2 separate regions of the Mus musculus genome follow, and region 2 is linked to region 1. The links are chromatin contacts, called in public promoter capture Hi-C maps. All regions are on one chromosome and are shown on one strand. Each heading gives the region's core, a stretch centred on a gene start, on an enhancer-like site or on the middle of the called end of the contact. The rest is flanking DNA. Distances are from core to core; before and after follow the strand shown. Region 1 holds the start of Mfsd7a (major facilitator superfamily domain containing 7A). Region 2 holds the start of Rnf212 (ring finger protein 212).

Region 1 (6,600 bases), core at 2,686-5,185:
CTGTGGTGGGCTACAGACACTTTCTGGCTTCCATTTTGGAGCTTCTAAGAATTTGGGGGCTTGATGGGAAAGGGAAGAAGTGGATGGACATCTGGGGGCCTTACTATAGGAAGAGCCCACATAACAGTGGCCAGAGACCTCTCTTGAAAAGGAAACAGAAAGGCTCACATTCTAGCAATGGATGCCTTCCATGGCCATGAGGTTGGTGTCACAGTCTATCAGTTTGAGGTACCTGAGAGCCTGGATCCTGATATGCTGACATGGTCCCTGCAGGGGGTGGGCATCATGTGTGGTTTTCAAGCAGGTGAGTCCTGATTAGATTAGTGAGGCACAGGTGAGTCACTGGATAGATACAGGAGGGAGGCATGCTGTTGGAACCAAATAGTTCTGGGAGGCTCTACACAGCTGTTTGTGGGTGCCTGACAGCCTGGGTGGAGGAGTGCCCCACAGCTGAAGGGTTGGTCTTTCCTCCACCCTTGTTTTTCTAAGATACAGCCAGTCAGTCATTACCCAAACATTTGGAATAGACAGATGGAGGCCCTGGCCCTCAACATCCTCAACGCTCTCTGGGAAGAGCAGATGAACACTAAATAAATAACCAAGCAGGGCTCCTGATATTATTCCTGATAGTTTCCCAGAAAAAAGGGGCCTTGCCTCATGCTCCAACTGTAGCAATTACTTAATTTTTGACAAGATACTATCTGGGGGAAGACAAACTGGCCTAAGAATGTTGGTTTGAGATGCTGGAAGAAATTAGAAGTAGGCTTTAAATGGAGGGAGACACTGAACATAGACTTCACCATGAATAGGGATTGAATGATAAGCCCCTGAAGATCACTAGCAAGAAGATGCCAGGCTTCCTTTTGTGATTGCCAAGGACATCTCCCACATGTAGTTCTCTCTAAGGTGTGAGGATGGTAACTTGTTGAGATTTAAGCAAAATGGTTACGTCAAATAGGAAAGTATAAAAAGTCAACATTTGCAAACAAATGCAGGTCCTATGTCACAGAGTTTCTGACAATTAAATTTGCTGTGTTGAAATAATTGTAGATTCTACACACTACACACACACACACACACACACACAAAGAGTTATATAATTATTGTGTTGGTTTGTTTTTGGTTGCTGTGATGAAATGCTTGAGTCTGGGTAACCTTGCCAGAAAAGAGCTTTTGTTTGGTACACAATGCTGGAGGTTCAAACATTTGGCACAGCTGTCATCTCAATGCTAGTGAGTACCTATTGGTGAATTCAATAAAGAAGGGAGCATTACTAGAGGGAGTGATCACACTGGCAGACAGGAAGCCAGAGTGAGTGGAGAGGGCAAAGTTTCTAGCACGATAACACTTGGGAAACACACCCAGATCAGAGCAAACCATTACAAATGGAAGCACACAGTATATAACCTTTTTTTTTTTTTTTTTTTTTTTTGAGACAGGGTTTCTCTGTATAGTCCCAGCTGTCCTGGAACTCACTCTGTAGACCAGGCTGGCCTTGAACTCAGAAATCCGCCTGCCTCTGCCTCCCAAGTGCTGGGATTAAAGGTGTGCACCACCACTGCTTTTATCCCCTCGCTTTGCCTATCCAGGTTGCTGTACGTATTAGCTCTTCATTCCTGAGTAAACTAGTCCATGGTGCCTATACTTCTGTTTACTCGACTGATCACTGACTGAAGGACACCTGGGTGTTTACACTGTCTTTGATGATCACAAAATGAAGCTGCTGCAGGTTTTTCTCTCTCGTGGATAAAGACTCATGACTGCTTCGGCTGAGTTAGACCATAGCTACATTCTTGGTTTTACAAGAAACTGCCAACTTGTTTTCTATAGACTTCAACATTTAGAATTGTCAGTACTTTTATTTAACACTCTAAAAAAATATGGTATTAGCTCATTGTGGTTTGTTTGTTTTTGCTTTTGTTTTTTGAGATAGGGTTTCTCTGTGTAGACCAGGCTGACCTCGAACTCAAGTTCACCTGAGTGCTAAGATTAAAGGCATGTTCCATCTGGATGGGGATCCAGAGTTCATTGTGGTTTTCATTCAATTTTTTCTGGTGGCTAATGAAGTTAGTCATTAAGCCTTATTTGCCACCTGTTTTTTTTTTTTTTTTTTCTCTTCGGTGTTTTGCCCATATCCTTAATTGGATTTGAAAAACACCATGTAGTAGTCCTTTGTTAGATGTGTGGTTTGCAAATATTTTCTTGTAATCTGTGTGTATAAAAACCTCTTGATAAAAGTCCCGTTAGCCCTAGAGGCCAATTAAGAGAAAACTAATATTAGCTAACATGCTGAGTCTTTCAATATGTGAATAAGGTATACTTGTCCATTTCTCTAGGTTTTTGTTGGTTTCTTTCACAAGCATTGTACAATTTTTAGCATATAGGTGCTATTCCTGTTTATAGCTAAGTATTTTATATATTTTGTTTGTTTTTGTTTTTGTTTTTTTTGAGACAGAGTTTCTCTGTGTAGCCCCGGCTGTCCTGGAACTCACTCTGTAGCCCAGGTTGTCCTCAAACTCACAGAGATCCACCTACCTCTGCCTCCCAAGTGCTGGGATTAAAGGCGTGCACCACCATAGCCTGGCTGCTGAGTATTATTTTTAACCACACTTAGATTATGACTGTTTAATTTTTGTTTTAATTTCCACATCTTCCACATTGGTAGAGTGTTTTAGGAAGGCAGCTGTCGATTGTGTACTGATCTTTCACTTGATAACTTTGTTGAACTCACCTACGTAGCACAAGTGCCCTAAGAGAGTGGATGGAGGCGGATCAAAAGATTTAGAGATGTGACAATACAGGGGGTAACTGTGGTGATGGTCCCATTTGGTGATAGGCTTAGATACTACTTAAACAGGAAGCTGGTGACAGGCAGCTTCCCACCTAAAGCTAGGGCCCTGAACAGAGAAGTCTGAACTGCCCTCTCAATCTCTCAGGTAGAATGTCAAGACATCAAAGTCCCCACCCCAAGGCAGCTCCAGGCCATAGGAGGAGGGCATAGGGGCTTAGGTCTTCAGAGTGAGTGTGAACTATGGCCTGAGGGTAAGCAGGGGTTAGATAGATATGAAAGGAAAGGGCATCAAAGAGGGCAAAGACCACAGGCCTTATCATGGGTCTCAGGGGGACTGGCCCTTGCAGGGCACCACCAGGTTTTTCTCATTTTTCTCCTTACTGGACAGGACTTTACCTACAAATGGGGAAATACATCTGACATGCACACAGCCCCACTAAGAACACACAAAAGGCTGGAACCGCACAATAAGCTTGTTCAGACCCGTATGATTGACAGGTGGTACCATCCAATATTGAAGATAAACAGCAGGAATGCTGGTAGGTTGAGGCCAGCCTAGGCTACAACAGTGAAACTCCTGCTCAAAACTCAAATCCCTAAGCCCAAGAAATGAACAAAAAGGAATGTTAATCCTGAGGGCAAGACCATCGGGATGTGTTTGAAGGAGAGAAAACCTCTTCACTGAGAGAAAGCCACCTCCTGCCTCTGTATGGCCAGTCCCCCTATTCCTCCACAGCACAGCCTGTTCTCTGCCCCACCAGCTGGTCACTCATTCACACTAGTCTGAATAGGGCTTTTGGTACACTGGCCTTCTCTTGAACCAGCCAGGCCAGACACAGTGGCAAGTGTCAGATGACTCTTGTCAACTGCTTTAGGCCAGAGTCAGGCGACAAGGGCAAATTAAAGAGTCTGGAAGCTATCTATCTACTCGCGGGCAGGGATGGTGTAGTTAGGTTCAGCCTTTCCTCGTCCTCCACCCCGCCTCTTTCTCCTCTAGGAGGAGTCTAGTGACAGGCCTAGATTGGAGGCTTTTGGAACTGTTCCGGCTCTCCTCCTCCAGATTGGCCTCAACTTCAACAATTTGGAGGACCTTTAAGGAAATGCAGACTTTGCTGAAGTAGAGACCCACTTCCCGCACCTACCACTGCGAACGTGTTCCTAGTACAGGCCACACACACACTTGTATCCAAGTTACCTCTAAAAGGGAATTTTTCCCCTCCAGTTTCCACCTTGCCGAGTAATTCTGGCTTCTTTCACCAAACTTGTCCTTTGGGGCGGAGACTAACCAGATCATTCCGCCCCGCCCTGCTCCTGGGACAGCCTGCCTACAGCCTCAGCGCGTTGCAGTGTATGAAAGTGGGCGGCCTGCGGACACTGGCATGGCCGGGACTATGGATAGGCTGGAAGACTGCAACAGCCCGGAAACATCTGGGACCGCCGGAGACGCGTTGCCTAGTCCCCGAGTGTATGCGCGTCGCTGGGTCTTTCTGCTGGTGGTCAGCCTCCTGAGCTGCTCCAATGCGATGGTACAAGGGTGCTGGGTCGGGCGGGGCGGGGTCTTTGTAGCAGCCTCAGCGCCAGCAAGACTGTTTTCGTGCGGTCACAGAAAAACGACCTTTCTTCTGGCTCATCAAGTTGTAGAAGAAGGGGCAAATGCCTGTCCTGCCCGATGTGGAGCAGCCAGGGAAACAGGTGTCTTAGGCTCAAGGGTCTCAGCCCTGCAACATGTTGTTTTCTCGAACTATCCCTAGCCCCCAAATGCTGGACCCTTCGTCCTTCCCTCTTCATCCCATCAGGCGCACTTGGACTGCAAGTGGTCCTCCCAAGGCACAGGTACACAGCACTTGAGTTTGAGCGGAGGGAGAGAGAGCGTGGAGCTGCTACCATCAGCTGTTCAATCCTGTTTCTGGTGCTGGATCCGGTACCTGTAAAGGAACTTTGGGTCACATGCGGCCACTCAGCTGGATAGGTAGCATTTGGGCCATACAGCTAAGAATTATAACAAATATAGCACAGACTGTGCCGAGCATGTGGGACCATGAAGCCCACTGGTCACAGTGGAGACCCAGCCAGGATGGTGACACGATCAGGTGTCCAGCACACTAGGGGTTCAGTTGCCAACTGGCATTCCGTGCGAACCAGCAGCAGGTTGAATCGCATGGCCTTTCCTTTTTCCCCCCGGCTGTGCTGGTTGTGAAGAAAGAGCTTTGAGTAAAGGTGTGAATACATGTCATGAGCCTGGAGTATTCTAACTGTGGCAATATCAGAAACTTCTCTCCTGGTAGCTAGCTTTGCTGAGACTTGTTGCTGTGGGTTGGCTCACAGTTCCCCTTTCTAACACTGGGAAACATAACTGGTTTGGGGTAGCTGTCTGAGGACACACGTAGAAATCTACTTGAGTTTTTCCTTTTGTAGATAAGGCAGGTTCCTGGGACACTTGGGTGATGTCCTGCTGTCCTAATGGAGATGGAATATTACCCTGATACTGTGAAATGACATGGTCCCGGCTGGGTCCCCATTATGACCAGTGGGCTTCAAGTTTAGTCATGCTTCCTGGAGCCCCTGATCATTTGTCTGTAGCTAGTGACTGGGTGCCAGGGTTCTGAGAGAGCAGCCTGAGCAGGCAGGCACAACAGGGCTTCCGAAAGACCGGGAGATGGACCAGTGTTTTGGATGGGAAGGAGATCAGGGACTGAGTCAGGGTGAGACTGAGAGCTCGTTGAAGTATTCTCATTCTTACTCTTGTACAGTTAGATGGATGGATTTTTTTCTCCACCCATCTGTTGTCTTACACATGCTAGAGATCTCTCTGCCCACTTTTATGTGGGGCCACAGCTCTGGGAGGAGCAAGGACAACCCCGTGAGACTTGAGATATGGGCTCTGTTTTTCTTGTCTACCACAGCATGTTTTGTAAGCATCCCTGGTCCCCTGTCTGCTCTACGAAGCCAGGCAGGAGGCAGCTAGGCCTGTATCAGCTGCTCTCTAAGATCTGTTTCTTGTGTTGAAAGAAATGCTGCTGTTGCACAACCTGGTGTTTCCCGAAGCTTTGTGGTGGGGAAGCCTGGCACTCTGTTCAGCTCTGGAGGGTGTGACCCTCTGTCATGTTCAGTAGGGTTCATCAGGAACTTTGGTCTGGGGCACACCCTTGTTGGGCCATATATCTATTCTCTCTGCTGCTCTAAGCTTGATGACTCCTTCTCTCCACCCAGCTCCCCATACTTCTTCCAGAAAAAAAAAAAACCTTCCTCCACTCTGCACTCTTCTGCTCGCCGGGCTTCAGAGTGCAGCCAATGCCTATTTTGCAATGCCTAACATGGGAGAGTATGTGCAAAGTGAGATGCCATCAATTCTCTCCCATCTCTAAAGAAGTCCCAGGCTCTGAACTCTTCTGTCCTTGGCTCTGTCTGCCCCCTCCTTGGTCCTCATGTATGTCCCAAGCCCCAAAGGCTTCATTATCCATCTAGATGCCTGCCATGGAGTCGCCACCACACACCAGACCTCATGGTCCCTCCCCCAAATGTGTTCCTTATCCATCTTGTCTCAGCACATTGCTCAACCATAAAATTCGGAACCATGGCTACCATCTGCCCTGATTCCCTTTTATCCCTCTCTTACCCTGTGTGCTCCAGTAGTGTGTCCTTAAGTATTATGACTTACTCAGTGTCCAGGATGTCCCACCCACTGAGATTCTGGCTTCTCTGTCTCATTACTCACAGCCATGTCCCAGATGCTCACTCTCCTCTTTCTGTCACCTTTAACACAGTGCCTCCCAGGCAGTGGACACTAACCCTAGTGATTGACTTCAGCT
Region 2 (6,600 bases), core at 1,455-3,954, 330 kb before region 1:
AATAAGGCAAGTGTGTGTGGCATAGAGCTCATTTTCCTTGATGGTAAAAACTATAAAAAGTAATAGATCAAATTCCTGCAATGGACACCAAAATAAAAGAATATATTTAGTTAAATTGTCTTACAATTGGCTAAATAATATATTGCATCTTAGAAAATGATATTCTACTTTTTATAGCAAATGGATAAAATTAAATACCAAGAACACATTCGGGAATCTTCACCTCAAAAATCACACACAAAGTACTTTAAGAAACTTAAACTTTTTATCCCTTTTCTGAATAGGACCGTGAAGAAAATTTCCGTATAACCAGTGAAGATACCAATAGAAATGTTTTATGGTGGGCTTTTGCACAAATATTGATCTTTATCTCAGTTGGAATTTTTCAAATGAAACACCTTAAAGATTTCTTCATAGCTAAGAAGCTTGTTTAAAATACTGTAAGTGAAAGCAAATAACTTGTACAATATTTGAGTTAATAAACCAAAATACGTGTATAAATGTGTTATTTTCTTATTTAAAAGATATTAGATATTGAAGTTAACATTATAAAATGGAATTCCTGGGTTTTTTTAATGTTACTTTAATAATGTAGTTTTTGGATGTGGTAAAAATAAACATATCACTTTAAGTTAAACTTGATATAAATCAGCAACAACCAATAAGCTACAGATGCAATTTGAAGTTATTTGGTCACATCACACATTTAAAAAGGATTTTACATATATTCTTTATCTCTCTCTCTCTATCTATCTCTATCTCTCTTTCTGCAAGTGGGTCCTTCTCTTTTTCTCTTCCCCTTGCCCCCTTATCCCCATGACAACTTCCCTGGCCTCAGTCCTTGGGGCCAGTGAACAGCTTCCCAGCTTCCCAATAAATCTGCCTTTAATATTGAAAAAAAAAAAAAGGATCTTACAAAAGGTAACAATTTCAACCCTTGTGGAGCCAGGTGGCGGTGGTGCTGCTGGCAATGCCTATAATCCCATCACTTGGGAGGCAGAGACAGGTGGATCTCTGATTTCAAGGCCAGGTGAGTCTACAGAGTAAGTTTCAGAACTTCCAGGACTACACAAAAGACCTTTCCCCAAAAAGGGGGTGGGGACAAGGAATATATATATAAATATAAATGTATGGCATATATTATATAGTTAATGTGACATATCAAAATACTATCAGGCAGAGCATGTGACATGGGCCTCTACTGCTACTCCTAAGGAAGCTGAAGCAGGAGGATCCCTAGAGCCCCCAAGTAGAGACCAGACTGACAGCAGACTGTGTTAGTCACTGTTCTATTGATGTGAAGAGACCATGAACAAGGCAACTCTTATAAAAGAACACATTTAATTGGGAGTTTGTGTACATAGGTTTAATCTATTATCATCATGTTGGGGAGCATGGCGGCATGCAGGCAGGAGCAGTAGCTGAGAGTTATATCTTGATCCATAGGTGGGGCGGAGGTAGGGGTGGGGGTTGGAAGGGTGGGGGAACTGGATCTGACATGGGCTTTTGAAAGTGGTAGAGGTGTCCACACACCTCCTAATTCTTATAATCCTTTCAAATAGTGCCACTCCCTCTTGACTAAGCATTTAAATATATGAGCCTATGGAGACTATTCTTACTCAAACCACTTCAGAGACCCTTTCTCATAAACATGACAGTACAACACAAAGAAACAAAACTAACTTTAATGTACACTCAATAAAAAGAAGATATTTTGTATCTTATTAGTCATACTAAGTTTGTAAACCTGGGTTCTATGCTATGCCCACAGCATAATTTGGACCTCTAATTTTTTAAGGGCCTGATGAAACGCACAACTGCAGTACTGCACAGATCAAATACATCCTTTCCTCAAATTATTTCATTAAGAAACATTCACCTGAATCTCTACTTTTTCCTAATTCCTTGAAAGACAGTAAACTTTTCTCCATACAAGTAAATAGCCCAGGAATTTTCTCACACAACCTCTACATATCCATGCACACTTACGAAGAAGGGAGAAAAGATATCCAAAATTATGTAAGAAACACAACTATTAAAGTAATTTTAATTTTGAAATAAAATTATCACCAAAAATTAGCCCCTTCCACTATCTGTTGTTTTAAATGGGGGGTGGGGGGAGAATGACCCTCCCTAAAGTAAACCCTTTCTTGTGAACATAGTAACAACCAGGAATCTCTGTCCTGCTCTGACACACTTCTGTCCCATGTCCAAATGCAATCCCTCCCAAGCATTCATTGTTCCCTGGGTACTTCTAGTTCCCCTAGCCCACCTCCATCCTCCTGGTGGTCCTTTCCTCCTACCCTGCTAGGAACCTATGGTTCTTCTTGATTTTTGTGGTTCCCCGGTTTTCTCTCCTCTCCATTATGGTGTGTACAAATGTCCCTGGGCCTGTCTCTACCGTGAGGCCTGATCCAACCAGACTCCCTCAATATCCACTACCCTAACCCAGCTTCACCCAGCTTCCTTAGCAACAAACTTCTTCGTGGTGGGCAACAAGCCACTGTCCTTGCCCCACATCGCCAAGCTTTCCTCCGCCACCAAGACGACGGCCTTTCTTTGCCTCCGTACTTTTGGCCCTGGCTTCCCCACAGGATTGGTTCTGTATCGGTTTGGGCGGGAAGGCGCGGCCTTGTACGCATGCGCTGGAATGAACGCAGGCGCAGAGCTGCCTTTCTAAGCTGAGCCGTGCGTTCCTACTTCAGTGGCCTCGCTGGCCTCGCGCGAGTCTCACGTGGGTCCTCGGTCATGGCCAGCTGGGTGTTCTGTAATCGCTGTTTCCAGTCGCCGCACAGGAAGTCGTCCTTCAGCCTGACCAGCTGCGGGCACGTGTACTGCCACTCCTGCCTCCTCAAAGGTCCGCGTATTCCGGGCGGGCGAAATGGGCCAAAAAGGCTCGCTGGCCGGGCTCACAGCGTGGCTTCACTCCCGTGGGTGGGACAGAGGCGAGGGACCTCAGTGGGTCTGTGCAACTCCATGACCACCAAACCCCTGCAGGGAGACGAAGCAGGAACTCCAGAAAGCCAGCTGCATATTTCGCATCTGGTGGGAAGCTAGTTTGCAGCAGTCAGTTAACCAGATGTGAATATTGTTGTTGAAGTAAAGCCTGGGGGGTGGGGGGAGAGAGCCGGGGGCCGCATGCGTACAAAGCAGTGGGAAGTGACCGACCTATTTAATTTGGCGAGTAAAGGGACAGGTACACCACCAGCCCTCGGAAAATTCTTGTAGACTGCGGTTTCATTTTGTTGTCCAGCCTTATCTTAATTCTCTAGGACTTTATGTATATTATTTAGTATGACCTTTGTACACGTAGGTGCCACATTTATATGGAACTCTACTGTGTGATCACACGCCAACTTATTCATTCATTAGTTGAGCTAACATAAGTGGTTTCCAGATTTGTAAGTAGCAAATGCTGCTACTATGAAAACTCTGGCTATGTATTTGTTGAGTGTAGGTACACGTGTGCAACCAGGGGTAGAATGTCTGGGTTTCTGGTGTATACTCTAAGAGGAAGTGGTTTGGGAAAGAAGAGGTAGGTGAAATGGGCTTAATTCAAGGAAGCAAGGAGCTGAACTCTTTTGCTGGTGGATGCTGGAACAGAGATCAGCCAGGGTAAACTGGTAAGCTCATTTTAGACCAGTAGTTTTAAATCTTCCTAATGCTACAGCCCTTTAATACAGTTCCTCATGTTGTAATCCCCAACCATAAAATTATTTTTGTTGCTATTTCAGGGTTAGAGTCCTGCAATGAACCATAATGTAAATATCTGTGTTTTCATATGGTCTTAGGTAACCCCAGAGGGGTCACTACCCACAGGTTGAGAATTGACACCTTAGACCCTGTTTTGTTTGAGCTCTCTAGAGAAGAAACAGGAGGTAGTCCTGAATGGGAAATCTGGAATTCAAAAGAGTCAGGAATATTAATGGTGAATCAGTAGCATGTAAGTAAATGCCAAATGATTAGGCAATTGGAAAATACTACCTCCTTGGGAAATGTATTTTATAGGTGGCAAGGAGACAGAAGAAAGATGTTGGATTAAGAAGGAAGTAAAGGTCTTGATGACCTAGATTTTCCCCTAAGGTCAAAGAATTGGTGTTTGAAAATATCTACTGGGTCAGTGGTAGAAGTCACCAATGACTTAAAATAACCTAAAGTTAGAATAGTAAAGATATATACCTTCATGGTTGTAAATTACAAAGCCCCCAACACTGTTCTGTGTGACTAGTTTGAGGCTTTGGGTGGTACACAGCCAGGTGTTTCTGGTCCTTGAATCATGAGGTCAACATAGGTTCCAGTACCCTGAAGTTATTCTTCCAAAACCACAGTTACTGCATGTAGAAAGTATGTCAACACCAGAGACACACAAAAGAAGTCAGAGGAAAAGGATAGGGAGTTCTAGACAGAATCTTAACTTAGCTCATGTTAGATCCATGTTCATACAGTCTTGCTAAACTCTGGTGTATCTTCCAGACTTTTTCAGGTAACACAAATTTCTTAAATCTTTCCTTATTTTTATACATATGGGTGTTTTGCTTCCATGTATGTTTGTACACCATGTTTGTGCCAGGTATCCGCAAGGTCATTGACTCTCCTAGGATTGGAGATACAGAAGGTTGTGAGCTACCATATGGATCCTGAGAGTTGAACTCAGGTCCTCTAAAAGAACAACTAGTTCTTAACTGCTGAGTCATCTCTCTGGCTCTTGATGGCAATTTCTCTCTCTCTCTCTCTCTCTCTCTCTCACACACACACACACACACACACACACACACACACACTGTGGGGGATGTCAAAGGACTGTCTGTAGGAGTTGTTTCTCTCCCTCCACCATATGGGTTACATAGATTGAACTCATGTCATCATACTTAGTAGCAAATGTCTTTACCAAAGATGAGCCAATTTGCTGGCCTGTGGTAGTCCAGATTTTAAAAACAAAAAATGATATTGTATGTATACTATTTAGTAAACTTTTTATTGCTTACTAGGGCACAAACTACCTTTGCTGTTAATCCCAGCTCTTGGGACCCATACACGGGAGATCCCTGAGTTCTAGGCCAGACTGGTTTACATATTGAGTTGTAAGACATCAAGAAACCATGTCTCAAGAAACAAAATGACAACAACAAAAAACAAATACACACAAATAATCTTTTATTTCTAAGGCTGTAAATATCCTTCAGTTACTATGCCATAAATTATTTCAATCCCTACTGAAAGACACTTATTTTGGCTCTTTTCTTTTTGCTGATTGTTCATTCAGGTCCTCTCTTTCAGTGTAGTATTTATTTTTAGTTGATGTGTAAGCAGGTATATATTAAATATGAGCCATTTGGCAGTGAACTACAAGGGATTTCCTCTCTGCCCCCTCTCAGTCTTCCCCAGCACAATGCTTGCAGTTTGGTTTTTGTTTTGTATTGTTGTTTGGGGTTTTTGTTTTGTTTTGTTTTGTTTTGTTTTGTTTTGTTTTGTTTTGTTTGAGATGAGGTTTCTATGTAGCAGCCCCGGCTGTCCTGGAACTTGTTTTGTAGAAAAGGCTGGCCTCAAACTCATTAGATATCTGCCTGCCTCTGCCTTGGAAGTGCTGGGATTAAAGGGATATGCCACCCCACACCCCGCCCCCAACATCTGGCTAATACTTGTGTTTTAATGAATCTGTTCTGTAATCTTTTACTGTGCAGCTCCTATTTAAGATAGTACAATAAAGCAACATGCAGTAAGAAAGGTAACATAGGAACATGCAGGGGAAGAGGGTATTTGAATGGTATTTGAATGCCTTTATAAGAAGAAAGGAGAGGCTGGCAATGATGTGTCAGCAGTCAACAGTCTTTGCTGCTGAGCCTGATAACCTGAGTTTAATCCCCAGAACCTACTATAAGAGCTGACTCTTGGAAGTGACTTCTGACCTTGCCATACTTACATTTGGTCACCCTCAACACCCCCTGCTCTGTGTGTGTGTGTGTGTGTGTGTGTGTGTGTGTGTGTGTGTGTGTTTGTGTGTGTGTGTGTGTGTTTGTGTGTGTGTGTGTGTGTGGTGTATGAGATAGGAAGTTTAATCGTAAGAAATTCTTATGACAATTCTGCATTTTTACATAGGGTACTAACGAGGTCCAGGGCTTAGTAGCAACAGAAATGCTGTTAAGGGACCCAAGATGTGGTCCACATGAATGATGGGATAACAAGACTGCTTGGTGCTGAGAGCCAGCCAATGAGTTCACAGATTCAAGCCAAGATGGTGGTCAGTTTTATGGGGGGGAAGATAGTGAAATATGGGCAAGTCTTCTAGATCATCAGCAAAAAACTAGAGTGTAAGCAGGCAAATTAGTTATATGCTAGCTGGTAGACAGGTCTCAGCTGAGACTGGCTCTAGGTAACAGAAACTCAGTGGTGATGTAAAGGTAACCTTGAGTGGTATTATAGAGGCTTAAAATAGTTATTTTCATCTTAAATTGTTAAAAGTTTTAAATTAATATGTCACAAAACCAGATGGTTGTGTGTGCTTTGTACTAGTTGAGAGGCAGAAACAAGAGGATTGTGTTCAAAACCCTCCAGGGCAACTAAAAAAGCCCGTCTCAGAAAGGTTTTTTTGTTGTTTGGTTG

The links. Promoter capture Hi-C pulls out the DNA fragments that hold promoters and counts their contacts.
Region 2: a contact with region 1 is called in a promoter capture Hi-C map of stem cell-derived epiblast-like cells, with 4 times the contacts expected there. The contact joins the promoter of Rnf212 here to the promoter of Mfsd7a in region 1. A contact is called at or near these places in 8 of 39 promoter capture datasets (the 3T3-L1 cell line, 3T3-L1-derived adipocytes, cranial neural crest and 4 more) and 1 of 115 datasets of contacts at active chromatin or transcription factors (embryonic stem cells).

The regions. Positions count from the first base shown.
Region 1 is chr5:108,446,435-108,453,034 of GRCm38.p6, reverse strand. It overlaps Mfsd7a (major facilitator superfamily domain containing 7A), which reads left to right and starts at 3,935. Exons shown (of 10, transcript NM_172883.3): 1 at 3,935-4,317. The coding sequence starts at 4,171.
Region 2 is chr5:108,771,131-108,777,730 of GRCm38.p6, reverse strand. It overlaps Rnf212 (ring finger protein 212), which reads left to right and starts at 2,704. Exons shown (of 12, transcript NM_001362887.1): 1 at 2,704-2,857. The coding sequence starts at 2,749. Tmed11 (transmembrane p24 trafficking protein 11) reads left to right here. Exons shown (of 5, transcript NM_026109.2): 5 at 285-496. The coding sequence ends at 434.